Linked DNA regions of Sus scrofa: regions 1 and 2 are each linked to region 3. Evidence: chromatin contacts called from public Hi-C data. All regions are on one chromosome and are shown on one strand. Each heading gives the region's core, a stretch centred on a gene start, on an enhancer-like site or on the middle of the called end of the contact. The rest is flanking DNA. Distances are from core to core; before and after follow the strand shown.

What was found. A called contact is a pair of places that touch in the nucleus more often than the background predicts.
Region 1: a Hi-C map of retroperitoneal adipose tissue shows a contact between it and region 3, with 2.3 times the contacts expected there. The contact joins two enhancer-like sites. A contact is called at or near these places in 4 of 47 Hi-C or Micro-C datasets (heart right ventricle, retroperitoneal adipose tissue and skeletal muscle) and 1 of 2 datasets of contacts at active chromatin or transcription factors (skeletal muscle).
Region 2: a contact with region 3 is called in a Hi-C map of subcutaneous adipose tissue, with 4 times the contacts expected there. The contact joins two enhancer-like sites. A contact is called at or near these places in 7 of 47 Hi-C or Micro-C datasets (embryonic fibroblasts, heart right ventricle, mesenteric adipose tissue and 3 more) and 2 of 2 datasets of contacts at active chromatin or transcription factors (alveolar macrophages and skeletal muscle).

Annotation. Positions count from the first base shown.
Region 1 is chr12:31,914,343-31,917,482 of Sscrofa11.1, forward strand. No RefSeq gene overlaps it. Among named protein-coding and RNA genes, the nearest start is that of TMEM100, 98 kb to the right of the region's middle. Within about 2 kb of position 1,684, at least 5 of the 83 cell types and tissues checked have an H3K27ac peak or open chromatin away from gene starts, as enhancers often do. A contact at or near this core is called in retroperitoneal adipose tissue, where this site is marked.
Region 2 is chr12:31,944,002-31,947,576 of Sscrofa11.1, forward strand. It overlaps LOC110256030 (a long non-coding RNA gene), which reads right to left. Exons shown (of 3, transcript XR_002337188.1): 3 at 1-639. Among named protein-coding and RNA genes, the nearest start is that of TMEM100, 68 kb to the right of the region's middle. Within about 2 kb of position 1,995, at least 31 of the 83 cell types and tissues checked have an H3K27ac peak or open chromatin away from gene starts, as enhancers often do. A contact at or near this core is called in mesenteric adipose tissue, retroperitoneal adipose tissue, skeletal muscle and 1 more, where this site is marked.
Region 3 is chr12:31,840,400-31,843,807 of Sscrofa11.1, forward strand. No RefSeq gene overlaps it. Among named protein-coding and RNA genes, the nearest start is that of MMD, 120 kb to the left of the region's middle. Within about 2 kb of position 1,297, at least 24 of the 83 cell types and tissues checked have an H3K27ac peak or open chromatin away from gene starts, as enhancers often do. A contact at or near this core is called in mesenteric adipose tissue, retroperitoneal adipose tissue, skeletal muscle and 1 more, where this site is marked.

The DNA.
Region 1 (3,140 bases), core at 434-2,933, 74 kb after region 3:
CCTGAAAATTTCTATGCCTAAGGAAGGAGATGTTTTTATTTTAAAGCTGGGGAGATAGTTCAAATCTTTGTCCATTGGCGATGCAGCATTAGCATCTCTGTTTATCATATGATTATATACACAGACAGTTCCTAAACTGAGGTTTCTGTGTTTCTCAAGAGAATCCAATTACATCAGTTAATAAAGTCTTTTCATAAACAGGTCTCTGCAACTAATGACAGATGGGAGTGAACTTGTTATGCCATTCCTACTTAAAACGAAGGCAACTTTATGAGTCTTGATGAAAGCAGAGGAGAAGCAACCCCAAAGAAATGTAATGCTCAGTGTCTTCTTCCCATATGCTCTTTTCCTTCTGAAATTGCTTTACCTTTTTCCAGTTATTGTTTTAATTTTTGAAAAATTGGGAAGAAAACAGTGAAGTCAATCTCTACCAATATTTTCAATGGAATAAATTTTAAACACCCTAATAGTAGAATGACAGTGCGATGGGAAAGTGAATTTGACCTTGTTCATTCATTTCATCACCTCCCTTAAGGAAGTTACAGTCTCACTGAAATGTTTTAAATTGGCAGGACCTATTGAATTTCTCTCATGGGCACATTGGGTGGGTGCCTCATCTCTGGTCTTGGCTGAGATTCTGAGAGTCAGGTCTGGAATGATGAGAAGCTGAAAGATCCCTGCCATTTTAATCTTCAAACCTGAATTTTGTTTGTCTCCCCTATAGGGACCTGGTGTCTAGATTGCAGGTGATCTATCTGTTTCTGACTTGAGTCTTTTTTTGCATAGTGCTTCTGAGAACTGCCTTTTAGGGTTCTTATGTCACAACTATGAGCAATAGTTACTGTTCCCCTTTCCTGGTCCAAGAGTCTGTGAACATCTTCAAAAGCCACCTGCCTGTATTTAAAAGTTACTTCCTGGAGTTCCTGTTGTGGCTCAGTGGGTTAAGAACCTGACTAGTGTCCATGAGGATGCAGGTTTGATCTCTGGCCTTGCTCAGTGGGTTAAAGTATCCAGTGTTGCTGTGAGATGTGGTGTATGTCGCAGATGTGGCTTGGATATGGTGTTGCTGTGGCTGTGGTGTAGGCTGGCAGCTGCAGCTCAAATTCCCTCCTAGCCTGGGAACTTCCATGTGCTGCAGGTGCATCCCTAAACAAAAAAGCCCCCCCCCGCCCCAGTTACTTTCTTTACATTTAGAGTAAGATCTACAGCACCTGGTGCAGAGTACACATGTTATAAGGGGCAGTTTTCTTCTACTTTCTCCTTCAAATTTCTGTCAAGACCATAGCGCTGTGCACTAACAGGTTCAACCCTTCCTTCCATCCCTTCCTGAGCTTTGGGTCCAGCCTTTAATCTGTTGAAAAAAATGAGAATTTAGATTTTGACCTTGGCAGTTAAAGATCTTGAGTTGGAACTCAGATCCATGGTCAACTAGCATAGTGGCGTGAGGTTTAGGCACTAAACTGGACATAAAGGAGTTCCCTTGGAACCACTTGCAGCAGCTACCTTTCCTTTGCAGTCCTGCTATTGTTTGCAGACAGAATGGCTAAAGGTTATTTCTGATCCCTTGAGGACTCTATCAGGATTTATATCAGTCATTAAAAGCTCGCTGCGTAAGGCAGCTGAATGCGTCCAACAGTACAATTTTAGGCAGGAAACAGCAAGTTACTCCCATTCACTCCCAAGTCACAACAGCACTTATTTGAACACTTTATCTTGGTCCAGCTGCCAGAAAACTTTTCATTCTCCTCCCTTATACACAGGGAGCCGCCTTTCCTTGGATATCTGAACTCGGAAACATTTAACATTCTCCCAGGAAAGAACTCCATTCAAAGCTATTGTTCTTAAGTGCCGGAGTGATCGACTTGAAAGTAACTTGCGTAAATCAGTGCTGTTGATTACTAAACACAATGGTAATTACTGGGAGGATACTGAAAACACAATATGAATAATATGGCACAATTGAAAGTAGAACCCATAATGGGCTTTAAATAATATCATAGACTTGAGTTAAAGGAACAGAGTTGGCAACTATGTGGCTTGTATGCTTCTGCTACTTTCCCTGGTTTCCCACGTGGCGGGTATTGTTAAATGATCATAGCTTTCCCCTTCGGAGGCTTCAGAAGCTTTCTTGACTGGTAGTTCCATGGTCATTATCAACCAATTAGATTTGCACAAAGAACGAAAATGATTTTCTGTGCGAAATGGCCTAGACTATGAATTCTTTGAAGGCAGTGGTACTCTTTTATTCATCTCTGTGTACCTAGCACCTAGACCCCATGTTTGACATGTAATAAACACTCAGTAAATGGTTATTTAATTAGAGTATAGTTGATTTACAGTGTTGTGCCAATTTGTGGTGTACAGCATAGTGACCCATTCATATATATATACACACACACTCACATATATACATTTTTTCTCATACTATCTTCCATCATGTTCTACCATAAGAGGTTGGATATAGTTCCTTGTGCTGTACAGTAGAAACTCATCACTTCTCTATTCTAAATGTAATATTTTGCATATACCAACCCCAAACTCTTCATCCATCCCACATCCTTCACTTTCTGCCTTGGCAACCACAAGTCTTTTCTCCATGTCCTTGAATCTATTTCTGTTTTGTGAATAGGAATAAATTGTTATTAAATTGAACACCTGACAATACTCAATTTTTGACTTAAGAAGGGCTTCCCAACTGGTGTGTGTGTCTCTGTGTCAAACTGACTATAGATGTGTGAACATCTTGTCTCCTTTAGGTCTCACAGCCTGAAATGGTCAGAGTCCAAGGCAGTGACCTCTGTGAGCAGCTTCATCCAAGTACACAAGTGTGCTGTCCATATCTTATTTTGTGTTCGCCATAATATGAAAGGACTGGGGAAAAGTTGGGAAGCACTAGGTTAGATGACTCTCTATAGGTAATATTAAGTTTAAATAACATACTATTAGCTCATCTAAATGATAGCTCTGTATTAATTTATGAAGTATGTCAATTCCTTAAGATGTCATATATATAGTCACAAGAAGAAAAATATGTCAATAAAGTAAGAAAGTAATTATATCACAATCAAATCCCATTGTGTGTGCATGTGTGTGTGTGCGTGTGTGTACCATAGAGAGCAGTACCATAGGAAATGCACTTT
Region 2 (3,575 bases), core at 745-3,244, 100 kb after region 3:
AGGGTCTCAAGCTAGCATCCTTCCCCAAAGGCACTGTGTATTCAAGAGCCAGAGGGCCAACTGTGGTCAGAATCAGGGAGCATAGCAGCTCCTTAGCCCCTGGAGCTATTTCTGTTCATGCAGCGCCAGGCATTTCTGGTTGAATGCTGCCACTCACAGCACTCACACAAAATCTGGAAGCCATTTGGAGTTCAAAGGCACCCACAGACTTTGGCAAAGTGAAACTGGGGACAGATCCTGGCAGTACAAAGTACAGTAACATACACATCTGTTTAAGAGGTTCAGAGGCTTCTTGGTGGTGTTTCTGGCTGCAAAGTTACTGAAGAAAATCCATGCCTGAAACATTTTCTCTAAGCCCCAATCCAGTTGAGTTTGGAACAAGACCGGGGAGCACCCTTAATGCAATTTGTGGAATGTCCAGTACAATTTATGGAGTGTCCACTCTTAGTACAATTTAAGGGGTTGACTGCCAAAGGTCAGGAAATGAGGGGACTGGCTCCACCGTCTTCTCAGCATTCAGTAGGTAGGTATTTGATCTTCCTGACTGCTCAGAATGCAAATTGGATCTCTAGATGCAATGAACCCAGAGTCTTCTTGGAGCAGGCAACAGACTTCCCATGATTCTCAGCTTCAGAATTTCTGAACCAATAACCAAAAAGAGACGTAGTCAATTCTCTTTCTTATTTAGTAACCCCTTTCCTTGTCTTCCTTCTCTTCATTTTTTTTCTCCTCTATGCTCCATCTTCTTACCCCCCTTACCATTCTTCCTCACCCTTCCTGTCTTCAGCTCCTTCTTTCCCCCTCTCCCTTTCCCCTTCCCCTGCTTCCTTTTCCCATGGCTCTTGCTGTTGATCCTCTTAGAGCTCAACTTTAGCAGAGGCTGGCACAAGACAGTTTAATCTAGACTCTTGCCACCTTCTGGATCACTGTCATGTGGTTCCTCATGACTGAGAGGGAAGGTGCTTTCCTCTGGGGTTCATGAGTCAGAGCCCTGAGACATTCCCTCTAGCCACCTTGTTGGCAACTCATCTCCCTGCAGAGAAGCTGGGCAAACTTCCAGAGTGAGACACGGAGGCAGAAACCTCTGGGGAGATCCACTGGGAGTCACCAGTGTGGGCTTTAAGGAGAGGGAGGGTGTGGAGCCTGGAAAGAAGCTGACAACTGGTGATCTAGTCACACCTTTCCCTGTGAGTCCTTAGACAAGGGATCTTCTCTCTCTTTGCCTCAGAGTTCTAGCTGCAAAAATGAAAGTGCTGGCCTCAAAGGGCTTTTCCTGTGTCTTAGTTTATTGCCATAAAAGTATAGGGTATAGGCTTATCTCCCCCCTAACAAACATTATTCTTTTTGAGTAGTGAACAGTGTTATAGTGCAAAGGCCCCTTGAAAAAATTTCCAGGCAGAGAGAGGAGAACAATTCCTGTTTGAATCTGACCCTGAGACTGTGGGCTGCTGGTTCCACCCTGTCTTCTTCCCAGCCACCCACGGCCTCTGGCTCCCGCCTCAGTAGCCGTTTTCTCACTGACACCACCCACTGGCTCCAGGAAATGGAGCTCTTTCTCTCTCCAGCATGTGCATGGGGGAAAAAAAAAATCTTGTGAGAAACTCAAAAGAAGATTTGGAGGCTAAAAATGGAATGTTTCCTACAAATAAAACAAAGAAGCTATATTTCTGAATGCAGGCTTCTGAATGTATTTAAGACCCAAGTCCAGATAAGTGAAATCTGCCATCTATGTTGCTTGAGGGGGCTGAGTGTCTAAACTAGTAAGATCTTCAGACTCTCTCAGAAGACTTATTCACTCCAGTTTTTACAGAAACTAAATTCTGGTGTTACCACAAGAGTTCTGACAATCCCCAGAGCTGGCTCAGTGATGGGAATATGACCAGTGTTTACTAGTAAAGTGGAGTCATCTAGTGGGAGAGTGGACGGGAAGAGATCAAAGATAATCCTCATTCACCACCCACTCTGCTTCCCCAGCCCACAGCTCTGGTCCGGTTGGTTGGCTGAGTTTGCTCCTCGGCTATGAATGGAGCACATCAGCCTCCCAGTTCTACAGCCAGTTACGCCTCTGAGAACAGAAAGCCAAATTCAGAAATTCATTTGGGGAAAGAAGTACTGGTTGGTTGATTTATTTCCTTGTCATCAGACTTGGTTTTTGTCCTCGTTCATCACAGATTGTTCCTGTTGCCCTGGCAGAGCCAGAGCTACGTGAGGAGGGTCAGCCACAGCCTTGGCCTTTGCTCCACTTCTGTGGCAAGGGGCTGCCAAGTGCTGCGGGGAAGGGGTGGGGCTCAGAGATGGTTCCCACTGGGGAACATAGATTACAAGCTAGGACAATGACTTGTACTAGAAAATTCACTGTTCTTTCTAGTGAGAAATGTTCTCTCTGCAGAAGTGAAGAAGAATAGAAAATAGATTCTGTTCCTGAGAATCTCAGCAGTGCAATGAGCTGGTCTGACTCTTCTTTTTACAGTGTTTTAGTTCCAGCCTATTTACTAATTAATTAATTTTTGGCTTAGCCCAGAGCATGAAGAAATTCCCGGGGCAGGGATCAAACCTGAGCCACAGCAGTGACAATGCCAGATCCTTAACCCACTGAGTCACCAAGGAACTCCTCCAGCCTTTATTGATGATGCCTAGAGAGCACTGGCAACATATACATCTGTTATGCATATCCCTGTAGGCCCTCCTAAATTATTCTCTTCATGAATTATTTCATAAGGTGATTAATGGAAATAGACTTTATCCTTGTCATTATGCCTGGAAATCTTCATCATGGAATGGAATTTTCTCCCTGCTTCTGAATGCTTTCTGATAATCATGATTGCTCTCCAAACTTTTGGAGTTATGTCAATAAACCCTGCTTTCCTTTCACAGGTGGAAAAGCAAGGTCAAATGACTCATGGCTAACTGTCTGGACCCCTGTGAGAAATGAGACACCATCAAAAGCTGCCACCTTCTGATACTTGCCCTGCTTTGAACCCCAGGAATGTGAAAGACTGTTAGATGTAAATGTTTTAATTTAATTTAGATTCTATTTCTAAAGTCCAGTGAATGATGCAAAGTGCATAATTTCTAATATAAAACAGACACTGAAGGGACTGCGGATAAGATGTTAACTCTCAGGAAGACCAATGCTAGGAACACTTGGGATGCAAGGAGGTCCCTTAAAGTCACAATTTGTTGAGCATTTTTATTTGAGTAACATCCTGCCATTGTTGTCATCCAGTCCATGAAGGTTTTATTCTCCAAAGATGATGCTTCTGGAAATATCATTCTGACCCATGAGTGACTTCTCCCCTATGTGTCCTTGTGCCAGATGGTCAGAGGGCCACCTTTACTGTAGTGTGTGGAAATAGCAGGCTCATGAGTGGACGTGCCCGGACTCACTGCTCACCTCAGCTCCGGCTGCCTCAGTGGTAGTCACACCATCGTCTCCATTGCAGCTTCCTTTTTCAAACTACCTATCACTCCCTCCAGGAACCTTCCTCTCCCTTTGAGCTAGACATCGCTCATGCTCTTCCTGTACCCTGAGATATCACAGACAAACAAGTCTTTCTAGATGCATCTCATTTTTA
Region 3 (3,408 bases), core at 47-2,546:
GGGGTGTGATATTTCTCCATCAGCTGCAGCCACTGATGGAACTTTAATCTTTCTGTTTTCTGGATCTGGTATTAGCTGGGGCCAAGTATCAGCTTATTTCCTTGATAGACAAGGAGATGATGCAGTAGTAGATGGGGTGAGGGGTGACCTGGTGAGGGAGGAGGTGGGGACAGAGAGGAGGCAGGGCCCCAGAAGACCACAAGGGAGGAGAAGCAAAACAGGTTTCTTGGAAATGAAACTGCTTCTAATAGAGAACAGCCTGATGTGATAAGAGCAAAGTAATCAAAAACACAGCTCTCATTTCCCTGGAAGTGGAGAGCCAAACAGCAACTGGGCTGTAACTGTTTCCAGCACATTGATCTGTCCCAAGTCCTTCCCCAGGCCCTGGGTGGGGAATGGGGTGGGGGAATCTTTCTTCAAAGGCTCCCCACTGACTCTAAGGCAAAGAGTGCAAAGCCTTGGAAACAGGGAGCCCTCCTCCTTTCTCCACCTCCCAAACAATATGGTTCTTATCAGCACTACAAAGAGGTGGGTGGAGAGTCTCCTTGCTCAGACCCCCGTTTCTAAATCCCCCTTACCTGCCCCCTCCAACTGCTTCACTAACTCAGCCAGTTCAGAAAATACTGCCCACACGCTTGCCATTCATTCCCCTGCTGTGCATCTAATTCTGAAAGGCAGAAGGTACATGGAATCCAATTCACACAGCTCAGGATGGGAGAACTTCATTCCATCGCCCTAGTTCAAAGGCGTCAGTGGTGGGATTTGATATTGGATCAAAGAGCCTCCCCTCTCCCTCCCTCCTAACGTTTTGTTTTGGCTGATCTCCTCCTAAGCAGGATCCCCAGAGCTTTCTCAAGCTTGTACCAAAACACAGTCTGACTTTTTGCACCATTCAAAGACGGCAGTTTCTGAAATCTGGCAGGAGCAGTCTGTTTCTCTGGCAGCTGGACAAGGGAAGAGGCAGGTCTCAGGGAAGAAAGTGAGACCTTGACTCTAAGCTGAGAGCTCAGTGAACCTGAAGGAACAGTTCCAACGTGAACTCAGCATCTTTATTTACTCCTTTTTTACTTCATTTACTCCAATGGCAGGAGGCAATTCTAAGGCAGAGGTGGCTTTGCAAAGGCAAGGTGAACCTTTGACCTTTCAACTAAAGCCTAGTTGGGGAAGTGATTGAGAAAGGGCAGTTATGTAACTTTCCCACGTGTTAGCTGGAGACAAGCCTGGGCACTGGTCCCTCTGTAAACGTTCCTCTCTTGATCCAAATGGGCTCTGGGTTTCTGAATCCTGGATGTGACTTGGTGGAACATGATCTCTCCTCTTTTGTAACTGTCGTGGAGCCCAGCACAACCATGCTGATTGAGTTCAGACTGTGTGTGGGGCCCTAGGAGGAGCTAAGTGCTGTGGTGGCTGTTGCAAGAATGGAGGACATGATTTATGGCCTAACAGGAGAGGAAAGACACATTGCCTAGTTTACAAATGGTTTAGCTCAGACTTACAAGGTGTAGAGATGAGTACAAATTAATAGTGAAAGCAGGGTAAAAAACAATTTATTTATCTGACACTTAGAAATTTTATACAAGATTCACTGAAAGCTCTATTAGGTCAAGGATTTTGCTCTGTGTTATTTCCTATTGTATCCCCAATGGTGTTGTTTCCTACTGCATCCCCAGTACCTAGAATACTGCCTGAGCATACTTCACATATTAGATGCTCAATAAAATGCTGTTGAATGAATATATCTACTCCGGCACCAAACCTTTGATATGAATTACCAGTTAAAAATCTTTCCTCAATTCTTCATAATTTTTATTGGTACCATAAAGGTAAGAGATGAAACTTAAATTTTACTTGGTGACTCAGGGCTGATTGCAATCTCATCACACCATTATAAGAACAGGATAGCTTTCCTCAAGTACGTGAGTGTATTGGCGGCTGTTTGCCCATTTTTATGGCCTCCAATGATCTTGAGTTCCACTGTTTATTGTTTTCCGCTATTCTCTTTCATGGGAAAATTGTGGCTTTAACATCTTTTTAATTAATTTATTTATTTTGGCCAGGCCTGTGAAACCATCTGGCACAGGAATGGAACCCTGCGCCACAGAAGTGACAATGCAAAATCCTTAACTGCTAGGCCACAGGGAACTCCTTCTCATTCTTTTTAAAAATTCTTTGGGCATCTTCTTATAGCCTCCTGAGTTCTGATTTGCTGCTTTGAAACTGGAATTGGAATGGGCTACTCTAGTGGGAGAAAGTGCAGGCCTTGAAGATCTGGGTTGGGTGTTACCTCTTAACTTTACATGTGTAACTGACAAGCTGATTAACCCCAGTGGGGCTCAGTGGCCTCATCTTTGAAACAGGAACAACAATCCCTCATGGTTATTGTGAGAACACAACAAAATAACAAATGTCAGTCAGATGCCAAGGAACTCCCAAGCCTATGAAAACAGAATATCATTTTAATGACCGTGTTTCTCCCATGTCCCCACCCCAGAACTCTGCACCTCTTACCCTATTTCTGCTTCTGTTAGTTCCTGAGGAGTGTTACTTTTGCATGTTTTTTTTCTTCTGCTCCCACCCTAGCTGGCCATGTGTGCTGCTCTCAAAATGAAGCCTCAGCACTGCTGTAGCTGCATAGGTGAGCTCCAGAGTGCTCACCTGTATTCTCAGGGGTGTGGGCACTACTCGGTTCTGGAAGGAGGAAAGAAGGCTTTCTTCTTAGCTGGGTGGGACCATAGCACCTGGGGTGTGAAGTAGCCCTACCTGTATTCAGAGTCTCACAAAGCTTTCTGAGAACAATTCAGGCAGCTTCTGTGCTTCATTTCTTGCTTAGAATGTCGCTGTCATGAAAGAACAGCTGCATCAGTTCCTGGCCTTCCTGCCCCTGGCCCTGGTGACAGACTCCCAGCCAGTGGGGCTGTGTGGGAATAGGTACCCTTCTCCCTACTCTAGTCATATTCACACTCTTCTTGGCTCCTTCTTCCTGGAGTCAAACTTACTTTTATTTTATTTTTTTTAGATTAATTTATTTTCTGTAAGATTTTAATTTTTTCCATTATAGTTGATTTACAATGTTCTGTCAATTTCTGCTATACAGCAAAGTGACCCAGTCATACATATATGTATATATATTCTTTTTCTCACATTATTCTCCATCACAGGTGACTAGATATAGTTCCCTATGATATCACTTATATCCAGAAACTTTTTTTAAAAAAATCTGAGTTATTTCTATATCTATATCTACCTATATCTAACTGAATCACTTTGCAGCACATCTGAAATGAAAGCAACATTGTACATCAACTATACTTCAATACAATAGAAGGAAATTAAAAATCTGAGTTACAAGAGTTCCCTGGTGGTTCAGTGGGTTAAGGATTCGGCTTTATCGCTGCTGTGGCATGGGCT